Linked DNA regions of Rattus norvegicus: region 2 is linked to region 1. The links are chromatin contacts, called in public Hi-C maps. All regions are on one chromosome and are shown on one strand. The core of a region is the stretch at or near the end of the contact, and the rest is flanking DNA. Distances in the headings are between cores, read along the strand shown.

Region 1 (5,995 bases), core at 1,149-3,648:
CTAGAACTGACTCCACCCCACTGAAACAAACACATCCAGAACCTCCCAGCACTGCTCTCTCTAAATCAACTTCCAAAGATCTAGGGCTTACTCATTCGTAATACTAAATCTCCAGTTGGCAAGAGCCAACTATCCTATCCTATCCACACCACTTAGGGTCAGGTTGACAGTAAAGGAAGGGCTATGGGACCCACAGAACTTACTGTAACCTGTGTGTGAAATGTGTCCCACTGTGCTCTTGGAAGTTGGGAAAGTGAAGGCTTAGAGAGTGGGCTTTCTATGCCTGGGTGAAAGGGGCTGGCCAGATGCCAAGAAAAGGAAACAGTGCTGGGGAAACTGCTTCTTGATACTTCCTATACAATGAAAGTCTGTACAGATGTGACCAAAGCCATGTAGAACCTTGGAGAATGGCATCTGACCCACATGTGTTTATAGAAAGCAGGTAAGCAGTCAAGTGAAGGGAGCTAGGTGAGAGGCCCTTTACTTCCCTAAGGAAAACAGAGCTGGGCTTCTTTCTCTAAAACCTGTGGCCTTTCATCTCTTCTGCATTTCTTCTTGTGGTTCAAGGCGTATGAAAAAGAAAGAACAGAGTAAGTGCAGGTCACAGAGGCAGCTGTCACCCGGAATGTTAACCTGGTGGATCCCAGGTGAGAGAAACCAGAGATCCTTATTACATGCCAAACACTGTGCTAAGGATTTTGTCAACTATCACTTCTTTCTCACAATAAACATATGAATTAAATGCCACTTGCTGGGCCTCCTTTATCCGATTTCATTGCTTATTTACTTTTTTTCTATTTGTGTTGCTGGCGATTGAACTTGGGGCTCAGACATGCTAGGTACCTCTACCTCTCAGCCACATCTCCAGGCCTTTGGGACTCTTTCTAAAAGTGAAAGATGCCACGTTGCTATTAAGGGCTAACTCTGATGTTATATCCAGGTGGGTCAGAAACTAAAACCAGACCTATGCTTATGCCATAATGCTACAGTGGCCTTATCTGTGACAAGCGTATGTGCCCTAGAGTCCAAGACTATCAACTTGGAGAGAGGAAGGAAGGGAGTAACCTTCCACGTACTCCCTAAGATGTTTTCCTCAGCAGCTTTGAATCAATAAGTTAGTAAGAGTCTGATTCTAATGAATGAATGGATCATAATCAGCAAAAGCCTACAGCACTCACCTCCTGAGAGGAAAGATTGGAGACCGAGGAGGACCCTGGCAATAGGGACAGTCCAGAGAATAATCACTGCCAGCCCCATCAGACAGCTTCACACAGAGTTATTTTGAAAGATTTTAAAGTCCTAGAAGACCAGATGAATTTCTAGCTTGTTAAACTTCATGGCCCGTGAACATAACTGCTACAGCAACAGGCACAGGTTACCACAGTACACCAGGAAAAAGCTTTGCTGACTAATGGGACGGGCGCAACGCAAAGTAACAGGAACCCTCGTTACCACTACTGAAGGCGAGCTGAGCAAAGCCCTCCTTACGTTGCCTCATCCACCACCCTCTGTGCCACTAAGGTTCTTTGGTCTCATGATGAACAGAGCAGGTGGAATTTACTGCTTCGTTGCTCTCCCTCTTGAGAATTATGTAATAACACATTTTTGGTGTTGAGTTGTTTTTTAAGCCCTACATTGAGAAGCTGGCAGATAAATGTGTGCACTCACCAACACATTTCACTGCACTGATTAGAGGACGGACGGCCGTTGCCTAGGTCGCCCTCCCATCCACTCCTCTAGCCAGCAAAACCCACTCCTACTTAAAACAGGTTCAGATAGCCAACGCTCTCACTTAATTAGAAGGCAAAACGAACAGACAGCTTGCTATCTATCCCTAAGAGCCAGGAAGCAATTCAGAAAGAATGATGCCCATCCCCCACTGGCCACTCCACCCCTGGCCATGCTGTCAGAGCAGCATAACACCCTCTGAGGAAGGAAAACCCATTTCCTGCCTGAAAGGTCAATGGCATAGAGACCAGCACTCCAACCCAACCGGCAGGAAGGCAAAGTCAAGTAGCATTTCAAACAGGCAGCGAGAAGGGGAGGGGCGGGAAGACTGAAACCAGGAAAAACAGTTCATCCGCTCTGTGGCTCTGTGAGATAAAGACTGTAATGGGACAGAGAGGCCTGGTTCTCTGCACAGGCTGGACAGAAGGACGAGTCTGCTGTCCTCACATGCATCATCCCGAAGCAAAGAATCTAGCATCTTGGTTCACCCAGCTAAACTGCCATATTTAAAGAGGCCTGACAAACTGGGCGGGCCAGCTAGTTGTTGCCAGAAAGTAGGTATGAACGATCTGTGAAAAGGGTGAGAGGAAGGAACTTCAAGAGAAAGAATGACTCACTGAAAATACTCTCTGTCTTAAGTAGTAATAGCCATATAAACTGTCGCTTCTACAGAAACCACACACGCAGCTGTCTTCGAATTACCAGTGTCTAAAGGACGAGTACACTTCATAGACCCACGAGCCACCAATGCACGTGCAAAACTGCCACCTAGAGGCCGAACACTCAAACAGCCTGTTACGTAAGATGGATCGATCCTCGTTGGAAAACAATCTCAAGAGTCACACAGTTTCACAAAGACACTCAAAACGACCTATTCACCATACTCATACCAAGCCAGACCGTAAACTACCTTCATTTAAAATTAGAATGGTTTCCTGGGGAGATCATAAACTGAATGTGGACATAAAACTTCCTCTTTTGTGGGAATCAAGTTAGGAAGCACAGCACTGCCTTCAGAATCTCCCCCTAGTGGGCCTTCTTCACAGGAACCCTTCCAGTGCCTCAAGTCACTCTCATATAAATCGACAAGGCTATGGGAAAAGAAGCAAGCTTACCGCAAGGCAGTGTGGAAGGACTTTTAGCAAAGGTAAGGTTTACCAGGAGAAAAATTAAGTCCCATAGTTCGGAGCATACAAAAACATTTACACACGTGGGACACCATCAGAGAGGGACACTGCTATATCCCAGCTTCAAAACAACCCCGGCAGTCACAACCAGCACCATCTTAGTACCAGTCCTGTGGCTAGTGAGAGTCAGTCCTGCCTTCAAACCTAGGGCTCCCTCTATCTCTTATTCAACCTACAATATGCATCCTTCTCTGAAAATACAACTTGGAAAGATGCTTGCTGACTGGAAGGTACTAATTTTTTTTTTAATTCAGATCTTCCATAAATGTCTAGCTTCTGTTATTCTGGCTTCACTTATACTACCATATCTCTACACAAAAGCAAATTATGTGTGTACTTGCTAGAGCTTTAATTTAATTAGCAGCTAACTAATGTTCTCTAGTCTCATTACTAAACTCCCAGAGGAAAAAATAAATAATGCAATTTCAAAACTGTACTCACCATAAAAAATTAATATTGGGCAATCATATACAATAGTGCTATGCTAAAGGCTGCAAGAAATTATGGTCTTTCTGCCTCTAAAAGCAAATCATCTGAGATAAACAGAATTAAACAGAAGTACCCAAAACATTTCAAACTGAACAGCTAGCCAACCAATACAAAGAAAATGTGTTACCTGGCTACTACAGGGAAGTGGCTACTACTGTGGGGAAGGAGGGCGCAGAATTGGCAGAATGTGTGTGAGAGAGAGCTGAGAAAGGTTCAGGAAAACTAGTTCACAACTGCTGATGCAGCATCTGCAGGAGAACTTCAGAATGACCCAAAGAATCAGGTGAGGGTTTTACAGAAGAAAAACCCATAGATTCCTAAAGTGACTGACACCTGTCAGAAAAGCCTAATCGGGGCCTGGGTGCACCCTGTAGTCTGATGAGAGAGAGGAAACAGTGAATTTAAGGGTATAGGTGTCCTTGTGGTCCCCAGTTCCCAACCCCCTGTGTCGTTCACCACCACTACGACCACCACCACCACCAAGTGATCTGTCTTTGCTGCACCTCTGCGTTTGGCAGTGCTGGAAAGAAGTGTTTAGCAGACAGAGTTTCTGTTGGAGTCAGCTAGTCTTCAAAAAAAGCTAAAACATACTAACTGTTTCCTTTCCCTGAGTGTAAACATTACCCCCCCACCCCACCACTCTGGTTCAGTGAATCAAAAGAACCCTTTAGTTTCTATTTCTATTACTTACCATATGGTTTGGTGGCCGCTCATGGAAAACATTAGGGAGAAAATAATCTATGTGTCACTTACATCTGTGAGAAATTTCTTTAAAACAAACCAATCCAAGGGATGCTGGCAAGTGACTACCCCCATGATTCTTCAGCTTAAGTAAATATTTTCCCTACATTTGCTCACTAATTTACATACGATGGTGCATGATGGAGTTAATTATTCAAGTGACTGAACACAGACGCTGGTTAGTATTAATGAGCCACATATGACTACCAGGAAAGGCTGCTTTTCCACGATGCCTCTTTTGAACCCAACAAGTTTACTCACTGAATTCTTGCACACACACATACACACAAAAAAGAGTTGACCCACAAGAAAAAAAAGTTAAATGCAGCCAATTAACCAGTATAAAATAAAAACTTTCAAGAGCTAGGTCTGTACAAAGACTGCCAAAAAAGTAATTCTGGGATTTTTAAGCTACTGAACTGAAGCTAGTGATGAAGAAAGAGGGGGGATGGGAAGGAGGGGGCTTGGATGGAAGGAAGCAGCAAAAAAAGATAAGGCAGCTGATGCAAATGGTCTGCTTCAGGAGGTGGGGTTCAGGGGTGCGTACTGGCCGCCATTTAAAAGGCCTTGGTGGGATGGCCTTCTGCCTCACTGACAGGTCCTCCCTGCTCAATACTATGCTAGCTCCCTAGCAGTGATATGAAGTACCAGACAGCAGGAAGGCAGTGGGGGGCGGGGGGGCGTGGATTCTTCCTGAAGTCCACTGAATCTACTTCATGCCTCCCTCCCCCTCTGGTGGGTTGCTAGCAACCTGGTGTTTCTTCCCTTGAATACCATTCTCACCCTGTTCTCTCTTCGTGGGGCATTTCTCTACAGGTGTGCCTGCTTCTGTCTCTGTAGCTCCCTCCCTGTTAACTAGGAGGCCAGCTCTGGTGAATCAGGGGCCTATCTTCATTTCTTTTCCTGTTACTGTGACAAAATGCCCTGAACAAAACCAACTTAGGGGAGACAGGATTTGTTTCAGCTTATAGCTCCAGGTTACATCTCATAGTTGTGGGGAAGTCATGGCTCCAGTTGCTATGGCAACTCATTACACTGCGTCCAGAGTGCCGAATCCAGAGCACTGAGCACCTACTTATGCTCGGCTCGCCCCATCTTTTCCATACAGTCAAGGATCCAAATCCACTCTTAGGCTGTGCCTTCCCACATCGACTAACATCATCAAGACAGCCCCCCACAGACATGTTCATAAGCCAACCTAATCTAGACAACCCCTCAACGATGCTTTCTTCCAGATGATTCTAGAATGTGCCAAGCTGACAGTTACAACTAACCAACCATTAACACCATATATTACAGAGTCAGGATATTTCACACCATATTTTCGTAGTCTAAATAATATAAATCGCACATTGCATCTTGATAAATTACCACATTAACAGCTACTACATGATTTATTATATAGTAGTGTATCTAATCTACCCATATCACACTGGAAACATGTCAGTCCTTCCGTTGGTTCCTCCTTTGCAGGCATTTCCTAGGTCCTGATTTGGCTTTCGACCCCTGCCTCCTCCATGGCGCAGCAAGCACCAGAGGACTCTGGGGAAGGCATAGTCTAGAAAACCAGAATCTAGCACCAGGCCCTCCCTGCTGATGGGTGCTGGTGAAAGGACAGGGTGGGAATCCTCCAGAGAAAGGGCTCACGGCAAAGTGTGCCAGGGAGTTGCCACTTAGCACAAAGAAATACCTTCTACCACTTATCCAATGTCAGGTCTCAGGCTGCCCAAATATCCAGAAAGAAGCTCAACCTGAACTATAGGATTTCTGGTGGTTAGATAAAAGCCAGCATTCCTCGGGAACTTGTAAAACCAGTTCCTATGTGCCAAGAGGCTTCATTTCCCCTTACC
Region 2 (5,673 bases), core at 3,002-5,501, 770 kb before region 1:
AGTCTAATCACATAGACGTCATTAACTAGAGGGCAATCGTATATACAGGAGGAAAACAGACTACTAACCTGGGGAGACTCAAATAACTCAGCTCTGAGAATAATTATTGAATAACAGAAAGACACAGAGCCAGTATTTTTCCTGGTATTGTATATTCCATGGCAGATCTCCATAGCAACACCATGAAAAGGACCTTTTATTTTAATGCCAAGCCTATCCGAGGCATGATTATTCTGTTAAGAGCAGGTTTCCAGCGGTCCAGGTAAAAAGGACAGACTTTCTGATCTCACTTTCCTCATAACTAAGTTAAGAAAAGTGTCTGGGAAAACTTGTTCTGCGGCAACAAGTCTGGGTGCTTAAAGAATGACCAGGGAGCTTCAGAATTGGTAAACACAAATGCCCACGTACAGATGCCAAGATGTGGTTGTTGCTGTCGTAGCTCTTCACACAGCGATGCAGGGCCTCTCAAACAGGGGCAAGGATCCCCCCCCACTCCACCCTGCCCCCAGATACGCACAGAGAGACTTGCAGCAGGCATGGGCGCCTCAGTGGCTCTCAAAACTGCTGACTTGGTTCTAGCTCTGGATCCCTGACATCCATATTTTTATACTGTGTAGCTCTGGTGGCCAACCAGCAGAGAGGAAAAAAGAAAAAAGAAAAGAAAAACAGGGTATGAGCAGAGACAGGGGTGTCTGATGCTGGTACATTTCAGAGGACTGGTAGATGGCCGCCTGTCCTTACAATGGACCCTATCACTTTGTCTGGTGTTTACCTGAATAGAATTCAGTTATTTGTAGCAAAAGTTCTAGCTAATGGACGTCTGATAAAGGAGAGAGCACACAGGTATGAAGGTCACAGAAGAAAACAATGAGAAAAAAAGAAAATGTCACCCAGTTTCTCAGCCTATATATGTCACCCAATTGGTTAAGGACTTTTAAATTATGTATATTAGTCCTCGAGGTATCTAAAAGTAGATGATATTTCCCCACTGCCGTCCCCTTATGGTTCCTAGTAAGAGATCAGGAAATGAGGGGTTTCACCCTGAGTCACATTTAGCTGGTGTCAGATCTGGGCTTTGTATTCAAATGTGGGTCATTAGGATGGACCTGGTCAGATAAGTGACACTCATTTGGACACCTTTGTGGTCTTGAGCAAGCTAATTCACTCTGCTGGACACATATAAAGTCCTCAAATGCTCCTGCCAGATGCATTAATGTAAACTACTAGCCATTCATCGGGGTGTTTCTTTGCCCAAGTGGCTGGGCAGAGGGCCTGTTACACCCAAGCTCCCTGCCTTCATCCCTTTCTTGCCTTTCCCCAGAAGATTCTGATTAACTATTGTGATAGTTACTGCGGGAGTGGAGTTGGAAGGGCAGAGCTGGGATTTGAACACAGGCAGATCTCACTGCTTCATTTGGCCATTGTTACCTTACTACCCAACTGGAACATAGGAGAAGCTCACCTGTAACCTGCATTATATTGATCTTAACCGCAACTCACCGTGTGCGTCTCACTTTGAGTGTTTTCTACATCCTCAAACTGGCTTGACCGTTTCTAAAAGAGATCTCCCTGAGGCAGCAGCCAGAACAGTACAATGACAGCTCTGAAGAACCCAGGCCCTCCTGCTGCTGCTAGGGTTCCCAAGATACTCAAAGACAAGGAGAGCTTAGTGGAAGGGGAGGCAAAGAAGGGACCCAGGCACAGATGGGCAGGGCTACTCACTAAACTCTCCTGTAAAACTAAAATCAAAGGCAAACAAGTGGGAAAGGATAACTCTTTAGCTGACATAAATAAATGAATGAATGAGTGAATGAATAAATAAATAAATAAATGTATGTGCAAAGAAAAAAGGGGAAGAAGAAAACAAAACAAGAAACAAACAAACAAGAAAACCTTTGGCAGTCATCCAAGAATCTAAAGATCCACCTGGAGAAAATAAAAATTCAAAGGAGACTCCAACCTCTGACAAAGCAGAGGAGAAAGAGGCTAAGTCCAGCTATTCGATAACACATGGGGAGTGAGTATCACCTACTGTTATATCCTACAATACAGCGCATGCGAAGTGTGATCAATAGCAGAGTCACCATGGTGCATCCAATATGTCAGAATGTATTAAGTTACTTCTACTCCTTGTTTTCAGTAGACCTGTTCCCTAAAGAAAACCACACCCTGGTCATTATCAGTCAGGACCCCATACCCTCTGTAATTTCTCTGGTACTGGTCACTCAATGTTCCTAGTGATTTTGATAATACATTGTGAATGATTAAAAAATTGAATATAATGTCTATGACATAAAGTTGTGTCCCCGTGAGAGTCACATGTAATTGACACAGGGAGTGACATGTGATGATTCTGATAATTCTGATCCTCACAAGGAAAGCTCATCATCCCTGTTTGATGCTGACACATTAATACAACAACTATCGTTAAGAACATGATCTGTGGTTCTTTCAATTTTTCTGTGTTGAAAATCCTGTACGAATCGAAATGTCAATCAATTCTAAAAGAAAAACAAAATACTGTGCTTGTATTCTTTTTGATGAATTAAATTTCATGAATTAAATTTGATGAATTAAAATTTCATCAAATCAGTCTGGGAAGATTACCCTTAACAACATTTGGTCTTCTAATCCATGAACATAGTATATTTTTCTGTTGTTTCAAAATGTTTCTTATTTTTCTCTCAGCACTGCATTATAGTTTACAAGACAGATTTTTCCTAGTGCTGGGGTTGAATATACATATGTTTAGTCAAATGGTAATTGCTGTGGTCTTTCTCCCCTAGCATATCTGTAGCCATTTTGTTTCATGCCCATCAGCTATTTCATACTGTTGCTGAAACATGCATGCCAGTCATTGACACAGAAAAATAACTTGACTGAGAAAAGGGTCATGCTGACCACATACCCTTGTTACGTTCTCTGTGCTCCTTTTTTTTTTATTATTATTAACTTGAGTATTTCTTATATACATTTCGAGTGTTATTCCCTTTCCCGGTATCCGGGCAAACATCCCCCTCCCCCCTCCCCTTCCTTATAGGTGTTCCCCTCCCAACCCTCCCCCCATTGCCACCCTCCCCCCCACCAGTCTAGTTCACTGGGGGTTCAGTCTTAGCAGGACCCACCCACATAGGACTGATCAAATTAAAGATCAATATGAACTGTCTAAAATGGCTTGAGTCAGTAAGGGCTGACCACCAGTCAGCACTTCCAACACCAGCTTCTGAGCTCATTGTGGTTTCTGCAGTTTTAGCCTTTATAAGCTGACACAGAAAAAATATTCAGGGTTATAGCCTCAGCCCCAGAATTCTGAGCAATAGTGCTGATTGACCACTCTTAGGGTATGCATTCAACAAAACATCCCAGTCTGACTGAGATCGGTGTTCATGTGGTTTATGGGGTGACTCCTGGACCCCAACACAATATGCTAAAGTTTGATTGTGTGTTCTAGTATACATAAATATAATGCATTTTCACATAATAACCTTATTTCCTGAGCCATTATTATAGTATTTATGTATTAATTAATACTCAGGGAAACTGTTGAACAGGAGAAATAATACTTTGAAGTCCAAGTGACTAAGGACACTTGGTAGCAAAACAACCCCAGCACTACTGACCACTCCCAGTGTCCATGGCCTCAGAATCTGTGAGTATACTAGGTTATATGTTGTCCAATACTATCCCTGAGGCTAACAACTTATATATGCTATCATAGAGTAAGGTGAAATGATATTTGCTTTCCCCAACTGAAAATTCCTTGACACTGTAGATTTCTTATTGCTGCTATAACAGCATACCATAAAGGTAGCAGTTTAAACCGACACAATTCATTGTTGTATAGTTCTGGAAGTCAGAACTGTAAAAGAAGCTTCTGAAAGCCAAGTTATCATAGGTTTATGGTTCTAGAGAATAATTGATATTTTTTATTTGTTTGTTGTTGTGTATATATGTATGTGTGGTGAGTGCTTGCATATGTTCATGTCTCTCTCTCTCTCTCTCTCTCTCTCTCTCTCTCTGTGTGTGTGTGTGTGTGTGTGTGTGTGTGTCTGTGTGTGTAGGCAAAAATCCAACATCAATTGTCTTCTTGATCATTATCCACCCTATTTTCTCAGATGTGTCTCTCACTGAATCTGGAGACCACCGATCTGATCTACAGAAGAGAGTGGCTGTCCAGGAGCCCCAGTGATCTCCTGTCCCTGCCCACCCCCACCAGGGCTGCTAAACCCAGCTTTCAGCATGGATGTGGGGAGCTGAACTTCAGTCCTCTTGTTCGTTTACACAGCAAGGACTTTGCCCATTGAGCTACGCTCCTGCCCCAATCCTGGCTTTTAGATGCCATTCACATTCTCTGCTGATAGTCCCACTTCTGCTTGTAAGAATCCTGTTGGCCACACTGAGCCTTCCTAGATAGCTCAGGATACTCTGTATTCTTCTGGTCCCATGGGTGAAGAGACTGGCAGATAAAAGTTTATAACTATGATCTACTTGCAGATGAGGACAACTCAGGCTCCAACAATAGCTGTGAGACACTAATATTCATTTTCCACTTTATGATCGAAGTGCTTGTCAGGAGAAGAGAAACAAAAGATTGACTCTAAGCTGGAGATCCCCTTATTCATTTGACTGTGAGTTTGAAAGTGGAGGGAAAGGAGCAGGACCCGAGACTTTGTGGGTAATTCCACATGACCCTCAGTTGTCCTCTCTGACATCTGGGTTGAGTGAGCTCTTAGCACAGATTTATCATGGCCCTCAGTTGTCCTCTCTGACATCTGGGTTGAGTGAGCTCTTAGCACAGATTTATCATGGCCCTCAGTTGTCCTCTCTGACATCTGGGTTGAGTGAGCTCTTAGCACAGATTTATCACTAACACCCGTTGTAATGTTGTGTACGAATGTCATGTGTCTCCGTTGTGATTTTGGCGTGTTTATCATCAGCTCCTTTTTCTTTTTTTTTCTTTTTTTAAAGTTGGCCCATGGCTATATTTTATATATATATATATATATATATATATATATATATATATATATATAGAACAAGGCAAAGATAGAAAAGGAAAATGTGAATAATGTACTTTTATTTTCCATGCCTGTCAGTAAGAATTATGCTTTGAAGTTTCAGTAAGAATTGGAGCTGTGAAGAGCAAATCATAAAGTGAATTTTCAATGTTACCAACAGTAGCATGTAACAATATAGCATGTGCCATATAATATTTGCCTCTACAATTTTATATCTCTGCTTATTCAGTATTGAGGTTGGCCACCTCACTTCTACTGCTTACAGAGCAAAGTCTGAGATTCAAAAGATTAACATAAAAGGGGCACCCACGCATGTTTGCATTATTTCTTTGAAGAATGATATTTTGGAGATCACAGAAGCTAATTTTTTTTAAGTTTTGGTTTTGATTTTGATTTTTCAAGATAGAGTTTCTCTGACTCTGAAGATCTGACTCTTCTGGACTCACTTTGTAGACCAGGCTGGCCTGGAACTTAGAGAGTCCACCTGCCTCTACCTCCTGAGTGCTTCACTTAAAGACATGCACCACCAAGCCTGGCAGAAGCTCGTCATACGCCTCATATATTTACTAAATTCTTCTAGTCATCATCTCAAGAGAAGTCTGTAGGTTGCACTGGGTATATATTGGCAAGGTGTGGCCTCACGAGCATAAGGACA

Evidence for each region. Hi-C and Micro-C count contacts between places; a contact is called where the count stands out from the background.
Region 2: a Hi-C map of liver shows a contact between it and region 1, with 9 times the contacts expected there. The contact joins two enhancer-like sites. A contact is called at or near these places in 6 of 12 Hi-C or Micro-C datasets (hepatocytes, kidney, liver and 2 more).

Annotation. Positions count from the first base shown.
Region 1 is chr18:31,234,769-31,240,763 of GRCr8, reverse strand. The region is part of intron 10 of Arhgap26 (Rho GTPase activating protein 26); the gene reads right to left. Among named protein-coding and RNA genes, the nearest start is that of Arhgap26, 150 kb to the right of the region's middle. Within about 2 kb of position 2,398, at least 51 of the 93 cell types and tissues checked have an H3K27ac peak or open chromatin away from gene starts, as enhancers often do. A contact at or near this core is called in liver, where this site is marked.
Region 2 is chr18:32,003,254-32,008,926 of GRCr8, reverse strand. No RefSeq gene overlaps it. Among named protein-coding and RNA genes, the nearest start is that of Pabpc2, 100 kb to the right of the region's middle. Within about 2 kb of position 4,251, at least 1 of the 93 cell types and tissues checked has an H3K27ac peak or open chromatin away from gene starts, as enhancers often do. A contact at or near this core is called in liver, where this site is marked.